Linked DNA regions of Capra hircus: region 2 is linked to region 1. The links are chromatin contacts, called in public Hi-C maps. All regions are on one chromosome and are shown on one strand. Each heading gives the region's core, a stretch centred on a gene start, on an enhancer-like site or on the middle of the called end of the contact. The rest is flanking DNA. Distances are from core to core; before and after follow the strand shown.

Region 1 (7,574 bases), core at 2,159-4,658:
ATAATGTAAATACTCATCATAACTGGTAAATTGATTGGAATAGTTCCACAAAGTTCAAAAACAGAACTTGTCTATAAAATACATCTTCAAATCTTGAATACAACTAAAATATGAAGCAAATTAGTTTCTAGTATCAGACATTACAGAAAACAGACTGCTCTCAAAAGTCTAGTTGAGAGCTTGTGAATCTTTAAATAAAGTCTTTAAATTAAATATACACGCTGTCAGTTTGTACTTTTAATAATTCCATGGTTTCCCGGCTGGTCTTGCACCGGATGTCTAACTTGGAGGAGCATTGCATGGAATACGAGTGATCAACCTGAGTCTGTGATTAAGCAGCATTTGAGATGTTCTAGTCCAGGGCGTTATTTTCAATGTGATTTATATACACAGTTTATAGATTTACAATGGTCAGCAGTTGTAGAAAGTGTTCATCCGTTTGGAATAAGGGTAATTAAGAAAAGGTAAAAACTAAAAAAAAAACGTCCTCCATGGTAAAATCTGTACAGTATTTACTAAAGAAGCACCACGCAGATTTGAACAAAGTTATTTTCTCTATTTATAATTTAAGCTGGGTTGGGGATGGCTTCTGTTGAACACGGTGAATCTGAAAGACAAGAGGCAGCCGCGTCAGTGATCCAGAGGCAGGAAGTGGAACCCAGGGCCTGGTGAGCCCCAGCTGGGCTGTCTTCCATTCACGTCACACCCCCCCCCCCCCCCCGCCCCTTCGCAGATGCCCCAGGTCTCTAGGAAAGCCCCCTGGCCTCCCTGCGGGCAGTAGCTGGGAGGCCAGTGGGGAGGGCGCCCTCTGCTGGGCACTCGGAGCCGCCGCCCTAGGAAGAAAGTCTGCGAATTCCTCAGCGGGGCTCAGGGCTTTCCCCTTGAAAACTCGCTGCTAAGCGTTCACTGGCCGCACGGTGGTCCTCTGTAGACAGTTCACTCAAACCTCACCTTGCTGAGGAGGAGTTACACATTTGGGCAAAAGTCCCTCCCCCACCCCCACCGGCACCACTGAGCACCAGGCCTGGAGATGATGCTCGAGGCTTTGACTTGCTGTAAAAAAGCACCCAAACCTCATTCAGATCAAGCCAAGCCCTTCTCGTCTGAAACAAGCACAGGGTGGGGAGGAGCAGGGCGCCCAGAGCTCAGGACAGCGGTCTTGGGAAGGGGCCCCCTCCCTCAGGCCCTCAGGTAGGGCTGTGAAGAAATGGCTTCTCCATCTTTCAAATGACTTAAGCTTCTGACCTGCCCTCGTTTTCTCCAGTGAGGGAGTGTGTCTAAGGCCCTGAACCTCACCCCCCTCAAGGGCTGACTCCCCACCTGCTCCCATGCAGCCCCAAGCTCCCTCCTCAGGCCCCTCAGCGGCTCCACAAACGGTCAGGACAAACATGCAGAGAGGAAAAGAGCTCACCATAACTAGTGAAGTTTTTGTTTTGAGGCCAAGTTTTCAATCACCTAGAAAGCAAAGGTTAGGAAACATTTTAATGACGTTTTGGCAAAAATTTTAGCACCTGTGCTCTGTGCGTATCACGTCATTAACTTAGAAGCAGTTCTCAGACAGGCTCGTTGCCTGAAATCAGTCCTACACGAGCTGTGCTTCCAAGGGTTTCACTGAAAACACGCTTTTACATGGTGACTGAGGGCCACGTCCCCGTGGGAACAGCCCAATCTGATCCCAGCAAACCCATCAGCATTTCAACGCTGGGTCAAAGAAATCCAGAGCTTGATGGTGCCAGAGAACAGGAGTCTGGAGGAAAGGTCAAGGCGCCAGCAGGTGAAGAGGTCCGTCCTCTGAAAGCTGACAGAGGTCAGGACAGGATGGGCATCTGAGCGTCATCAGATAGAGGACAGGAAAGGGTCCCCCCCACCTGCAGCCCCTGGAGACCTGCATGTGGGCCACCACATGTCCACTACCGGGCTTTGCGTGCCACCTACTGTCCCCCAAGCCAGCTCTGTGGGTGAGCCGTGCCTATGGTGGGCTGGTGGCCTCTGGCTGTGGTCCTCACCACAGACCTGCAGCCTGAAAGGGAAGATTCAGGCAGACACACAGAATCCTGAGGACCTGCCCGGACCACTTCACCACACGCAGTCAGAAGGGACTCATCTCATCCAGCCCCTGGCCCAAACCGTGGAAATGTTGGTGGAAATCAAGATGGAAATGCACATTGTTGCCATCTTAACAAACACAGCAAAGGACACCTAGCTTCCCTTTCCTAATGGCCCCACGAGTCTTCTAATTTGCTCCAAGCACCCCTGGCATCCACCCCTCCCCAGACACCCCACCTATCCTGATCTCTGCTTCTCCCAAACGCCAGTGCACTGTGTGGCCATCTGTCCCTCCTCCACCAACCATGACGTGACTGTGGGCCATGGGAGGGGGTCCTCCCCTAACCAGCATGACACCTCCCTGGGTCCAGAACACAGTAGAGAACCCATGGTCTCCGGGGCTCCCGGACAGCAGGCAGGGTCACAAGGGGGCACCTCGGGGGTGAGGGTGGGTGGGGGGGTCAGCAAGCTGGTCCATGGAAGGCCCAGGCCGGGCTCTGCCAGCTCCGCGGGGCCATAGACGGGCTGGGCTGCAGCGCAGCTTTACTGACACATCAATTTCACAAAATTTTCATGTGAAATGCAAGTCTTCTTTGGACTCTTCCAACCACTTAAAGGAGAAGGCAATGGCAACCCACTCCAGTACTCCTGCCTGGAAAATCCCATGGACGGAGGAGCCTGGTGGGCTGCAGTCCATGGGGTCTCGAAGAGTCGGACATGACTGAGCGGCTTCACTTTCACTTTCATGCACTGGAGAAGGAAATGGCAACCCACTCCAGTGTTCTTGCCAGGAGAATCCCAGGGACGGGGGAGCCTGGTGGGCTTTCTTCTATGGGGTCGCACAGAGTCGGACACGACTGAAGCGACTTAGCAGCAGCGGCAACCATTTAAAAATGTCCAATCCTTCCCAACCGGTGGGCCATGTGAAGGTGGCGTCCCACCCTCGGCCCCCTGCAAGGCTCAGCACTCCTTCTAGGGTCGAAGGTCAGGGGAACAGCTAAGAAAGCCAGAAGGGCTGCGTACAGGCGGTCAGAGCAGGAGAGGCTAGGAAGTTACAAGTGGGCCAAGCCCTGCAGGGCAGACAGGAATCCCAGAGCCCGGCAGCGTGCGGTCGCCCGGGACCCCCACCTGCAGCCGTAGCCCGAGACCCGGGCCAGAGGCGTGACGCCTGCGCACCGGTCACCAGACAGACTTCCAGGGTCTCCTCACAACGGGCACGGGTTCAGGACCCGGGAGAGAAAGGAGGTACCACAACAGTATTTCTGTCAAACATGGCGTCTGAACAGGTCTGTCCCCAGTCAGACGCCCAGAGCCACACGCAGCACAGGCTCCCGGCTCTGCCTCGCGGGAGGCGGGTGAGGACGCGGGGCGGGGCTCAGCGAGACTGACAGCTGCTCCGCCCTGTGAGGCTCCTTCCTCCAGCGACCGCCTCCTCCCGAGGGAAGGGCGCCTATGGCCGCCACGCCCAGCGCGCCCCCTCCGCGGCCGCTCGCCCCGCGCGCCCCCTTACCCTGGCCGCACTCGGACAGCCGACACCTGACCTCCCGGCTCTCCATCCTGAAGTGTTTGGTTTTCTCACAGAAAGGTGCCGCGCCCTCCAGCGGCAGGCCGTCTGCGAGGGGGAAGGCGCCCTCGGCTCTCCGGAAATGGTCCACAGTCTCACAGCTGGCTGCCTTGGGCAAGCGCGGTTCTGAATCTCGCCCAAAGTCCTCTGATCTCCTCGAGTGTCTCTTCTTTTTCTTCTTCTTCTTCTTGTGTCTGTGGAGGTCAGCGTCAGAGTGCGCTACGGAAAGGTCTGAATCCTGCTGATGCCTGCCGAAGACAAAGCCAGGACTAGGGCCACTAGGAAAGCAAACCTCCCCAAGGAGAACTGGTCCTCTCTCTGACTCACACCCACTTCTGCGGACACTCAGCACGCACACACAAGTGAGGCTCTCCTAATGAAACATGCGGTTTTCACTGTAATAATTAAGTCCAGGGTCATAACCTCACCAGTTTCAACCTGTCCCCACCGCAGCCTTTAACTTTGGGGAGAAGAGCTCTGGCCAAAGCACCAGAGGAAGGAAGGACTCCACCACCTTTTCCTGAAACTAGTTAGTGGCTAAAGGAAAAAGTATCTTTGCCCGGTGCGTCAGGCACACAGAAGGAAGGAGGTTTGATGTCCTTTTCCTTCAAGTAACCACTCTTCACCTGTGGCTCCTGGTAGGTAACCTCTCCCAGGGTCTCGCTCTTAAGAGACACCAGTGTATACTGTGTGCTCAGCCCTCTCCTCATGGAGAAGTCATTTTCCAGAAAGCTGCTGACCAATTTAGCTTTTAAAAAATACAAGAACTTCCCAATGAGATTTCAAACTGAGAAATGGAGAAATAGAAACTCAGTTTGAAATCTCACTGGACAATTTGTTGGAGAGTATCAACAGACGTAGCATTATAACTACATCTGTGAATAAATAGGTTAACAGTCAATCCTAAAAAAAATCAACCCTGAATATTCATTGGAAAGACTGATACTAAAGCTGTAGCTCCAATACTTTGGCCACCTGATATGAGGAGCAGACTCATTGGAAAAGACCCTGATGCTGGGAAAGACTGAGGGCAGGAGGAGAAGGGGACAACAGAGGATGAGATGGTTGGATGGCATCACTGACTCGATGGACATGGGCTTGAGCAAACTCTGGGAGATGGTGAAGGACAGGGAAGCCTGGAGTGCTGCAGTCCATGGGGTCACAGAGTTGGACACAAATGAGCAACTAACCACCACCACCACTGTGAAGGTGGACAGTCCCAAGCTTCACCTCCTGAATGCCGCATGTGTACTCAGAGTTACAAAGCACCAACTAAACACAGCCACGTCTTGAAAGACCGGGTTTTTGGGTGTTTTATAAAACCACATAATAAGATACCGCTAAGAAAAACAGAGCTAAGGTTTAGGAATCGATAAAAACAGGGCAGTCCCAAACCCCCCGAGATGAAAGCTACACACGACAGAGCCCTCACCCATCCGCAGGCTGGGTGCGGAGGGCGCACCCCCCACACGCAGCCGCCCCTCACCTGGAGTCTCGGTCCCGGTGTTTGTCTTTGGATTTCTTTTTCTTCTTCGACTTTTTGTGCTTCTTCACTTTGGGCTCCTCTACAGGGTCCTTCTGTAAGCTTCTCCAGGCTTTCTTTTCTACGTGACTCTCATTCTCGAGGCTATCGTATCTCCGTTTCCGTGACTTAACGTTGTCGTGTTCGTGAAACCGCGTGGCCAGGTCGCAGCTGCCATCTTCAGCCCCGAAGCCGAGCCTGTCGTGGGCGTATTTGGCGGCGGGGTGTGGAGGGGGCGCGTGGGCCACGCCCGCCCGGGGGCTGCTGAAGCGGTGCCGGTCCCTTTCTTTGGCCGCCAGCTCGTAGCCCTTGCGGCCTCTGTAGTGGTCCTTGTAGGGCCGGCCGCCGTAGGGCCCAGCCCGCTCATACTCTCGCTCGGCGTGGAAGGGCCGCCAGTCCCGGGGCTCCCGGCCGGGGTACAGGGGGGACCTGTCGTGGTGGTACCGGCAGCGCTCCCAGCGCAGCCTGTCTGGGTAGTACTTCTCCCGGGCCCAGGCGTGCTCGCCCTCGGCGTGGTGGTAGCGGCCCCACTCCTGGTCGGGGGCGCCCCTGCTCCGGGAGTGGTGGTGGCCCGACCTGGCCAGGGAGCTGGGGCAGGGGGGCTGTGGGGCCAGGGCGCAGGGCTCCAGCCGGGGCCGCTCAGGCCGCAGCCGCTCATGCTCCCGGTGGGGCCGCTTCCGCCGATGCTGCACCTCGGTCCTGCTCCGGCTCTCCCGTGCACGCTCGCCACTGGATGAGCGGTCCCTTCGGCTACGGTAATGTCCTCGGTCAACCTTTCTGAGGCTGCTGACCTTCTCCTGGACCGGACACGGCTCTGGGGCCTTGTGCCCGGCCTTACTGTCTTCCCCTCTCTCACTGCTGCTGCGCTCAGGGGGCCCCTCAGGACGGTTTTCTGTGATCATGTCTAGCTGCGGAGAGGGCACCTCGTCTGTGGACACCCCCGTGCTCTTAGCGGGACCCTCCGCCTCTGAGCCTCTGTCCCGACCGCTGTGACCCAAGGGCTCGGGCTCACGGTCGCCCTCGGAAGGCACAGAGGGAACCGGGCTCAGCCTCCCTGTGGCTTCTGCAGCCACCGGGTCCGGGGGCTGCTCTGGTAACGTCCCTCCCACGTCTGGGGACGGTTTGCTCTGATCATCTGTTAAATTCCCAGGGTCACAGGGTGCTGGAAGCTGATCGTCCCCGAGGGCATCCTTGTTGGGGTTACAAAAGGTGCTGACACTCGGCACAGCCTCCTCGGGTTCTGCCGAAACATGTTCAGAGACTTCTTCTTTGGTAGGTTTGATGCTGGGGTCCGAGGGCGGCGAAGCCTTCTTGAGTTTGCTGCTAAGATTCGAGACAGGCTCCAGGTTGTCCCGGGCATCGCCGGGAGGGGAGCGGCCGGCCTCCAGCTCCGCCTCCAGATGCTCCAGAGGCCTCTCCTCCGAGCCAGGTGTCCTGTAGCCCCGCAGAGACAGAGAAAGACAGGGGTCATTTACTCTCTGGGTTTTTGTCAATGGGCTACAGGGACGGACAAACACTTCATTCATTTACTGAATATTTTATGGCTTTACTGTATCTGGCTGAAACCTAAAACTGGGCTTATCATTTTTGGAAACTTCAAGTTTTCTCATTGTACATAAATGTAAAACTTTCTATCAAGCCTACTTAATTTTTCAGTAATAACTCTGCAATTCTAAGTGCCTCTGGTTTTCAGATATTTTTCTAATTCTTCTCAGTAACTAAGTCCAGACCATCAAAAAAGTCAAATAATGACAGGGCGCTTACTTTTTCTCTGGATCCCTTTTCTCCGAATTTTCCTGGAGCCTCAGAGACAGAGTAGTTACCTCCCAACAGAGCCAAGAGCTCCCTGAATTACCAACAAACTGTGAGGGACCACTGCTGCAGTAAGCGAATTCTGCCATGCTTTTGACGGACTCCTCAAGTTAAGGAAAGCTGCCAGAAAACAAGAAAAACCCTAAAGCGGGCCCCCTTTTTGGTCTGGGAGAGAGAAGACACGCGAGGTCACTACAGAGGCTCAAGGTCGCACGTGCAGCTGGGGTGAGCATGCCTGGGGTGTGACCGTCACAGGTCACCTGTCGTGCTGCTCACGCACGTTCCACCTGAAGACAAGCTGAGCCAGACAAGGGGAGAGACGAGGACAGCCGTGGTGCCAGGGACTGAGTGCTCAGGCTGCCCCCTCTGTAGGCTCAACTGGGAACGTTCCTGACTGGGGTTCTTGCTGAGGGCACATCCCCCTCAAAGGCCCTTCTGACACAGAGTGCATGGGGGTTGTCCCTGTGATGGGGGAGACCAGCGCACCAGTAGGCAGGGGCTGAGGCAGGCAGTTCTGCAGAACAAGCCAGGCGCCCACGGCCCGAGGTCCACGTGGAGAAAACCTCAGCTCTGTTACTGGCCCCTTCACAGACACCCCCAGGTGTCCAGCTAAAGACAGTCACACCTTGG
Region 2 (7,574 bases), core at 2,409-4,908, 110 kb before region 1:
CATGAATAGCGCAGGTTGGGGAGGGTAAGGTGACCGCCCCAGAGGGCGCAGCTGCCGAATCGGGTCAGGCCTGCTGTCGCCCAGCTGGGCGCCCGCCAGGACCAGGTTGCTCCTGTTGCCCCGAGGCCGTGGGCCCGACCGACAGCCTATTCCCTCCACACCTAGCCCCCGCAGCCGCTGTGTATTCAACCGTAGTCTGTTTCTGGGGCGGGGCAGGGGGCAGGCACTGGTGAGGGAGGTAAGGAGTGAGCTCAGGAATTGACGCCCAGCCCTGCACTTTGTTTCTCTTGCCCCATACTGTGTTTTTATTTATTTTTAATTTAATTTTGGCTGCGCTGGGTCTTCACTGTGGCACATGGACCTAGTTCCCTGCTCCACGTGGGAACTTCCGGACCAGGAATCGAACCTGTGCCCCCTGTGTTGGCAGGCGGATTCTTAACCCCTGAACCACTGGGAACGTCCTGAATCACACTGTCTAGAATTTCAGAATAGACTTCCCTCATTTAGGGGGAAGGGCTCTCGGTGTTTGTGGATAAGTCAGTTTGCCGTAGTTTATGCTGCTCATTGCTTTGTAGATCTGGGGGTTGAGGGGTGGGAGATGGTAGCTGGGCCGAGGACGGCTCATGGTGTAATTGTGCGTGCTTTATCGGGCGAGATACAGTGTACCAATACACGTTCAGTACAGGGAGGGGGAACCACAGAGGATGCTGCATGGATGATTCTGTTTAGAAATTACTTGAAAGTTATTTCTGGCTCTCAGTGTATAAGTAATATCAAAAGTCATCTGGTTGAGGGCTCACAGCCAAGAGTGTCTAGCTCACCTACTGAAGTCTTTCTGTAAAGAACTGAATACCTAGTTTATTACTGAGTTGACTGAAGAGCTAGATCTCACGTGAGCAGCTTAGGCTCTTGTTATTTGTTACTGTTGTTCAGTGGCTAAGTTGTGTCCGACTCTCGCCCACCCCGTGGACTGCAGCACGCCACGCTCCTCTATTTCCCGGAGTTTGCTCAGATTCATAGCCATTGAGTCGATGATGCCATCCAACCATCTCATCCTCTGTCCGCCCCTTCTCCTCCTGCTGTCAGTCTTTCCCAGCATCAGGGTCTTTTCCAGTGAGTTGGCTCTTCACATCAGGTAGCCAAAGTATTGAAGCTTTAGCTTCAGCATCAGTCCTTCCATTGCATATTCAGGGTTGAGTACATGATTACTTTGTCATTATCAAAGGTATGATTACATTCAGTTCAGTTCAGTTCAGTCGCTGAGTCGTGTCCGACTCTTTGCGACCCCATGAATCGCAGCACGCCAGGCCTCCCTGTCCATCACCAACTACCGGGGTTCACTCAGACTCACGTCCATCGAGTCAGTGATGCCATCCAGCCATCTCATCCTCTGTCGTCCCCTTCTCCTCCTGCCCCCGATCCCTCCCAGCATCAGAGTCTTTTCCAATGAGTCAGCTCTTCGCGTGTGTTGGCCAAAATACTGGTATCTCATTTAAAATATTGTAACAATTCTGACAACACTTCACCTTTCTGGACTGTACTAAGTTATCCTATAAGGATATAATAAAAGTAGTTAGAACCCAGTTTTCCTAAGAGTTGGCCCATATTAAATGACCTATTTTTCTTAAGAATTAAAAAAAAACCTGTTCTAATATGTATTAAAATATGTTTAGGAATGCTTCCATTTCAGGAAAACGGTCATTTTTAATATATTTAGATCAGTAAAATTAAACGTAAGGTTTAAAATAACATGCTTTGGAGAGTTAATTTGCGAGAAGTTAGGTTGCCTTGGTGAACCGTGAGAGCGTTGGCTGTGCTTTGTAACTGGAGTTGCACCACCAGGTACAGCTGTGGTGTTGACTTCTTGCAGTGCTATATACAGACATTGAATTACTAGGTTGTACGAACCTAGATAGCACATTAAAAAGCAGAGACATTACTTTTCCAACAAAAGTCCGTCTAGTCAAGGCTATGGTTTTTCCAGTGGTCATGTATGGATGTGAGAGTTGGACTGTGAAAGAAAGCTGAGCGCCGAAGAATTGATGCTTTTCAACTGTGGTGTTGCAGAAGACTCTTGAGAGTCCCTTGGGACTGCAAGGAGATCCAACCAGTCCATCCTAAAGGAAATCAGTCCTGGGTGTTCACTGGAAGGACTGATGCTGAAGCTGAAACTCCAGTACTTTGGCCACCTCATGCGAAGAGTTGACTCATTGGAAAAGACTCTGATGCTGGGAGGGATTGGGGGCAGGAGGAGAAGGGGACGACAGAGGATGAGATGGCTGGATGGCATCACAGACTCGACGGACGTGAGTCTGAGTGAACTCCGGGAGTTGGTGATGGACAGGGAGGCCTGGCGTGCTGCGATTCATGGGGTCGCAGAGAGTCAGACACGACTGAGCGACTGAACTGAACAACTGAAACTAATATATTTTATGTCAGTTGTATAGCAATTAAAAAAAAAAAAGAACTGGGGATGTCCGTGATGGTCCAGTGGCGAGGACTCCACCCTCCCAGCGGAAGGGAACTAGGCCCATCCCAGGTAAGGGAACTAGGTCTCACACACCGCAACTGAAGATCTGGCGCCACCAAATAAATATTCAAAATACAAAAAAATAATTGCACCTTATGTTTGCATATAGCTTTATGCTGCCCGAATGTATTTGTGTCAGTGTTATATAGAATAATAGTCATCCTTGTATAGATTATGCCCTGAGTAGACATGAGGTTCCCCGGTGGCTCAGCCGTAAAGAATCTGCCTGCTGATACAGAAGATGTCAGTTCAGTCCCTGGGTGGGGAAGATCCGTGGACAGAGGAGCCTGGTGGGCTATATATAGTCCATGGGGTCCCAAAGAGTCAGACATGACTTAGCAACCCAGCAACAGCATAAGTAAAGTTGTCCATTCCTTAGAAGTGGCTTGCCCTGCCTGAGTCACTGAATCTCATTCTCAAATAGGACACTCTGGGTGAGGCCTTGGTTGCTTGATTGAGTCATCTAGTTTATCCTGGTTAAAGGGAGCCGCTTTTTATTGAACCTGCACAAATAACTACATTGCCATGAAAAGTACAGAGCCTCAGTGCATATTTAAGTATTTCAGGAAATACTGCATTAATCAAGTACTGTTCTTTTCGTTGTGATTTGCTAATTGGTAGGTTGACATCCTGTTTTCTATCACAGTGTGGGAATCCTTGGTACCGGATACTGTCAGGGACCTTCGTATTTGCTGGGAAATACCTGGTGTGTGTGGACTCTGCCGAGATGCCGTCTTCATTATTACCCTGTAATTTGTTGGTCTTTTCCAGGTTCACATTGAGATCCACTGAAGACCTTCCGCGGACTGACGGGCGTGTCCTGGGGCTCAGGGTGTCAGAGACACAGCATGAGGGACAGACGCACGCCTCTCTGCACCCACCTTGCGGAGGAGCAGGGAGCGGGCGCCGCCTCGGACAGAGCCTCGTGCAGAGAACTGTGGAGCGAGAGAAGGCAGGAGGCGAGCCCTGGCCCAGCAGATGCCGCTTCCTGGGCGAGGAGGCCTGCGGTCGATGCCCGGGGAGATCCAGGAAAGGAGGAGTCATCACTGGAAACAAAGCGTGACCCGCGTGGCGCCAGCCCCTCGCCTCGCAGTGGCCTCGAAGCGCTTCCGCGGTGGCAAGCAGCAGTACGGAGAAACTCGGCCTCAGCGGCTGCGCAGAGCAACCCTGCGGGTCTGCCCTCGGCTCCGGCAGGGGAGCGGAGTGCCGGGCTGGCCCGCGGCGTCGGGGAGGCTCCGGGCACGGACTGGCCGCGGGCAGTGCCCAGGCCCCCTGGCGGCCACGGAGGATGGAGCCTCGGCAGAGAGCCCCGGGGGTCAGGACTGCTGGGCCGGCAGAGAGGGTCCGCAAAGGGGGTTTCTGAGTTTGACCCGCCCCGTGCTCTCCTGGAGAAGCTGGACTCTGCGTCGGCGCCCTCTTGCCTGCGATCCATCCTGCTGCATGCTCTTCCCCTAATATTCTTGAATGATGAGACGAAAAGTGTTTTCCCTGGCCGTTCAGGGCCCATGTTTTCAGAGCCAAGAGTAGAATACAAGAAAATGCTTTCATGGGAAAAAAGTACCTCAGATGATCTGCAGATAACAGTGGCGTCACTGGCTGCACAAGCTTTTGAATGAGCAAATCTGTTATGCCGTGGTTAAGGTACAGGCAGACCAATAAAAATAGTGAGACTAAGCGCTGTCCTTGAATGCTTTCTTTTGTGTAAACTCTGGACGCACATGGCGCGGCAGTGAAGCTCCGGCTTTGATTCGTGTGACCAGACAGACTTAAAGTCAGTGGAACTTGAACCCACAGAAAGCTGGTTGATACAGAAGGCAGTCTCTGTACTTGAAAGACATTTAGGCTTGGGAAGCCATGTCAAGGAGGTTATTGACATTACCTTACACAGCTATCAGATGAGAATCGAAAGCTGTAACAGCAAGCTTTGAGTTTACCTTCAGCACCATCTGGCAGGGCCGCCGTCCCAGGCACTCCCTCTCCAGCCTGTTCTCTGACGAGAGTAGATATTTGTAAAAGTCAACCCTGCTGGGCTTGGTCTGAGCCAAGCCAAGTTGATGGTAAGCTGTTGTCATTTCTGCGTTTTGTAGAATAATTTGAGCAAAAGCTGATATCATTTCTCACACCCCTTTCCTTCCACTTGACATGCATTTTACATGGAGGCCCTACGGTGAAAGTTGCAATATTGACATTACCTTTAGATAACCCTCCCTCAAACTAGGAACCCTAGCAGTGTTAACCCAAAATAAAAAATGAGCTTGAGCCTGTCTGCCGGAGCGCAGTCATAGGGGGGGTAAAAAAAAAGCAAGTATTTCCCCTTACGGAAGATGGCCAGCTCCTAGGAGTTGAGGTGTCTCCTGCACTAACCTTTTTCTGCGCTGACCCCTTTTGTCGTGTGCTGGTAATTCGATGAAACGCCCTGAAGAGCAGTTTTTAAGGAGACCAAAGGAAGACGCCCCATTTCCGGAGGTATTGATTGCATTTATCAGTTTATATCGCGTGCTAAATTACCATGCTGTGTGCTATTTTAGTGTTCTGGGGAAATGAAAAATAAAACCTGTTCTTTAGCATAATAAATACCTTATTTTACGTGTGTAGTCTTGGTTCCCCTTGTCTTTATTATTAATGCAGCCTTCCTCATACTTCAGTCTGTTTGCGAAAAGTTGTTCACTGATTTAGAAGATTGGAAGCAGAGAATGAAAAGCAAAATGTAAAATTACTCTGGAACTCAACTCTCCAGATAGAGTGAAACAGTGTATTATGCTCCTTGTGGAGCGGGTGCTCACCCTCGTGAAACAGTGGTCTGCAGCCAGTCTAAAAGGACACCGACCCAACTGACAGAAGCAAGCCCTGGCTAGTGGACTCTCCACCTCAGAGTCACCAACGGGTGGGGAAGCGAGATGACACATTTCAGTGTTTTAGAATGGGATCAGTTTTCTTGTCAACACCCTCCCCACCGCCCCCTTTTTTTGTTGTTTTAAACTCAGTCTACTTTGAGATGGAGGTTTCCATGACATGTCAGCTCTCTTTCTTTTGTAAATTCCAAGTATGTGAATTTTCAAACAGTTGCAAAGAACAAATTCAGAGTTCCCTAATTAGCATTAACTAAATTAACTTGTGGCACTAGTGGTAAAGAATCTGCTCCCCAAGGCAGGAAACGGTGGTGTGATCAAACCCACGTGGATCTGATCCCTGGATTGGGAAGAGAGGGCGTGGCAACCCACTCCAGTGCTCTTTCCTAGAGAATCCCGTGGACAGAGGAGCCTGGCGGGCTATGGTCCATGAAGTCTCAGAGTCAAACACGGCTGAAGCGACTTAGCACACACAAACTAACTTGAAGTGTTTTCGTATAGTTACGTCAGAATAAGGTAAGTGTTTTTATGAAAGCTTTGTGGAAAAGCTCACAGTAGCGTCTTTGCTCGCATTGTTTTTTAGTACATCCACTGCTGACATCGTTGCTTCTGGTGCCGTGCTGTCTCCAGCTCTGTCCGAAGGTGGCCCCTCCTGTGGAAAGTTCTGGGGTAGAAAGGTGCTGATAAATGTAGCGTATGAAACCTATGAAGTTTCAGGACTGTGAAGGATGGCCTTCTATAAACCATTCTATTTTTGAAGCAATTAGAGAAATAAGATACTCATTTGAATAAGTTGTTTCCATGATTGAATTATAAAAGGATCTCTCATTTTAAATATTTTAAATGTATCATTTTGGCAGTGAAAACTGAGGGAAGCCTGTTTTAAAAGTTCTGACGTCTATATGCATGTTCTTCTTTTTTGCTTTATGGATTCTGTTCTTAAGGACTAGACAGCACAGTCACTTTAAATTTAGAAACAGCGTACAGTGCAAAATCTTGGACTTGGTTATTCACATTTGGAAATCATGAAATCTTTTTCACATGGAGTGGATGTTGAGATCTTGAAGTGATTATGAAGTTGCCAGCCTGTAGAAAATAAAATATTAAGAAGCTTGTGTTTACATTGGTTATTCTTACATGACTTGATTTTATAGCTAGGAAGCAACACATGTATTTTGGAGCTTTGTGTGTGTATTCTAAAATGCATATAAGCCATTTCCTGTAATTTCACACAGTAAGAAATGTTGGGACTTCCCTAGTGGTCCAGTGGATAAGACTCTTGAGTCTGCACTGCAGGGGACCCATGTTTGATCCCTGGTCAGGGAACTAATTAAAATTAAAAGATGCTCCTTGGAAGAAAAGCTATAACAAATCTAGACAGTTTATTAAAAAGCAGAGACATTACTTTGCCGACAAAGGTGCATATAGTCAAAGCGATGGTTTTTCCAGTAGTCACATATGAATGTGAGAGTGGGCCCATAAGGAAGGCTGAGCGCCAAAGAATTGATGCTTTTGAACTGTGGTGTTGGAGAGGACCCTTGAGAGTCCCTTGGATTGCAAGGAGATCCAACCAGTCCATCCTAAAAGAGATCAGTTCTGAATATTCATTGGAGGGACTGATGCTGAAGCTTCAGTCTTTGGGCACCTGATGTGAAGAGCTGACTCATTGGAAAAGACCCTGAAACTGGGAAAGATTGAAGGCGGGAGGAGAAGGGGACGACAGAGGATGAGATGGTTGGATGGCATCACCAACTCAATGGACATCAGTTTGAATAAGCTCTGGGAGTTGGTGATGGACAAGGAGGCCTGGCGTGCTGCAGTCCATGGGGTCCGCAAGAGTTGGATACGAAAAACAACAGGGAATAAAGATCCCACAAGTGGCTCGGTATGGCAAAAAAAAAAAAATGTGTTTTAAGATTCACTTTGCACTTTGCTGTAGATAACTTTAAAATTCTTCTTAAGCTTTCCAAGGGAAAGAAGTAGAATGAAGGGATCTCCTAAACTATCCATATATGAATTCAGAGCCGGAAATGGCTCTCCAACACCAGCCAGTGCTGGAAGCTTTGAAACACAGCCCAGCCAACTGATCCTCCATGCATTCAACGTAGCCATTTGAAACTGGAGGCCTCAGTAGGATGGCACAGGATGGCCGCTTCTGCTTGGCTCTCCTCTGCTTCCAGAATGTTACCTCTTTT

Evidence for each region. Hi-C and Micro-C count contacts between places; a contact is called where the count stands out from the background.
Region 2: a Hi-C map of liver shows a contact between it and region 1, with 3 times the contacts expected there. The contact joins two enhancer-like sites. A contact is called at or near these places in 2 of 5 Hi-C or Micro-C datasets (blood and liver).

What each region holds. Positions count from the first base shown.
Region 1 is chr25:38,984,390-38,991,963 of ARS1.2, reverse strand. It overlaps USP42 (ubiquitin carboxyl-terminal hydrolase 42), which reads right to left. Exons shown (of 18, transcript XM_018040556.1): 15 at 5,097-6,566; 16 at 3,557-3,858; 17 at 1,412-1,455; 18 at 1-607. The coding sequence ends at 1,448. Among named protein-coding and RNA genes, the nearest start is that of USP42, 37 kb to the right of the region's middle. Within about 2 kb of position 3,408, at least 3 of the 5 cell types and tissues checked have an H3K27ac peak or open chromatin away from gene starts, as enhancers often do.
Region 2 is chr25:39,099,330-39,106,903 of ARS1.2, reverse strand. FAM220A (protein FAM220A) reads left to right here. Exons shown (of 2, transcript XM_018040920.1): 2 at 3,302-5,124. The coding sequence starts at 3,379. The coding sequence ends at 4,146. Among named protein-coding and RNA genes, the nearest start is that of FAM220A, 12 kb to the left of the region's middle. Within about 2 kb of position 3,658, at least 1 of the 5 cell types and tissues checked has an H3K27ac peak or open chromatin away from gene starts, as enhancers often do.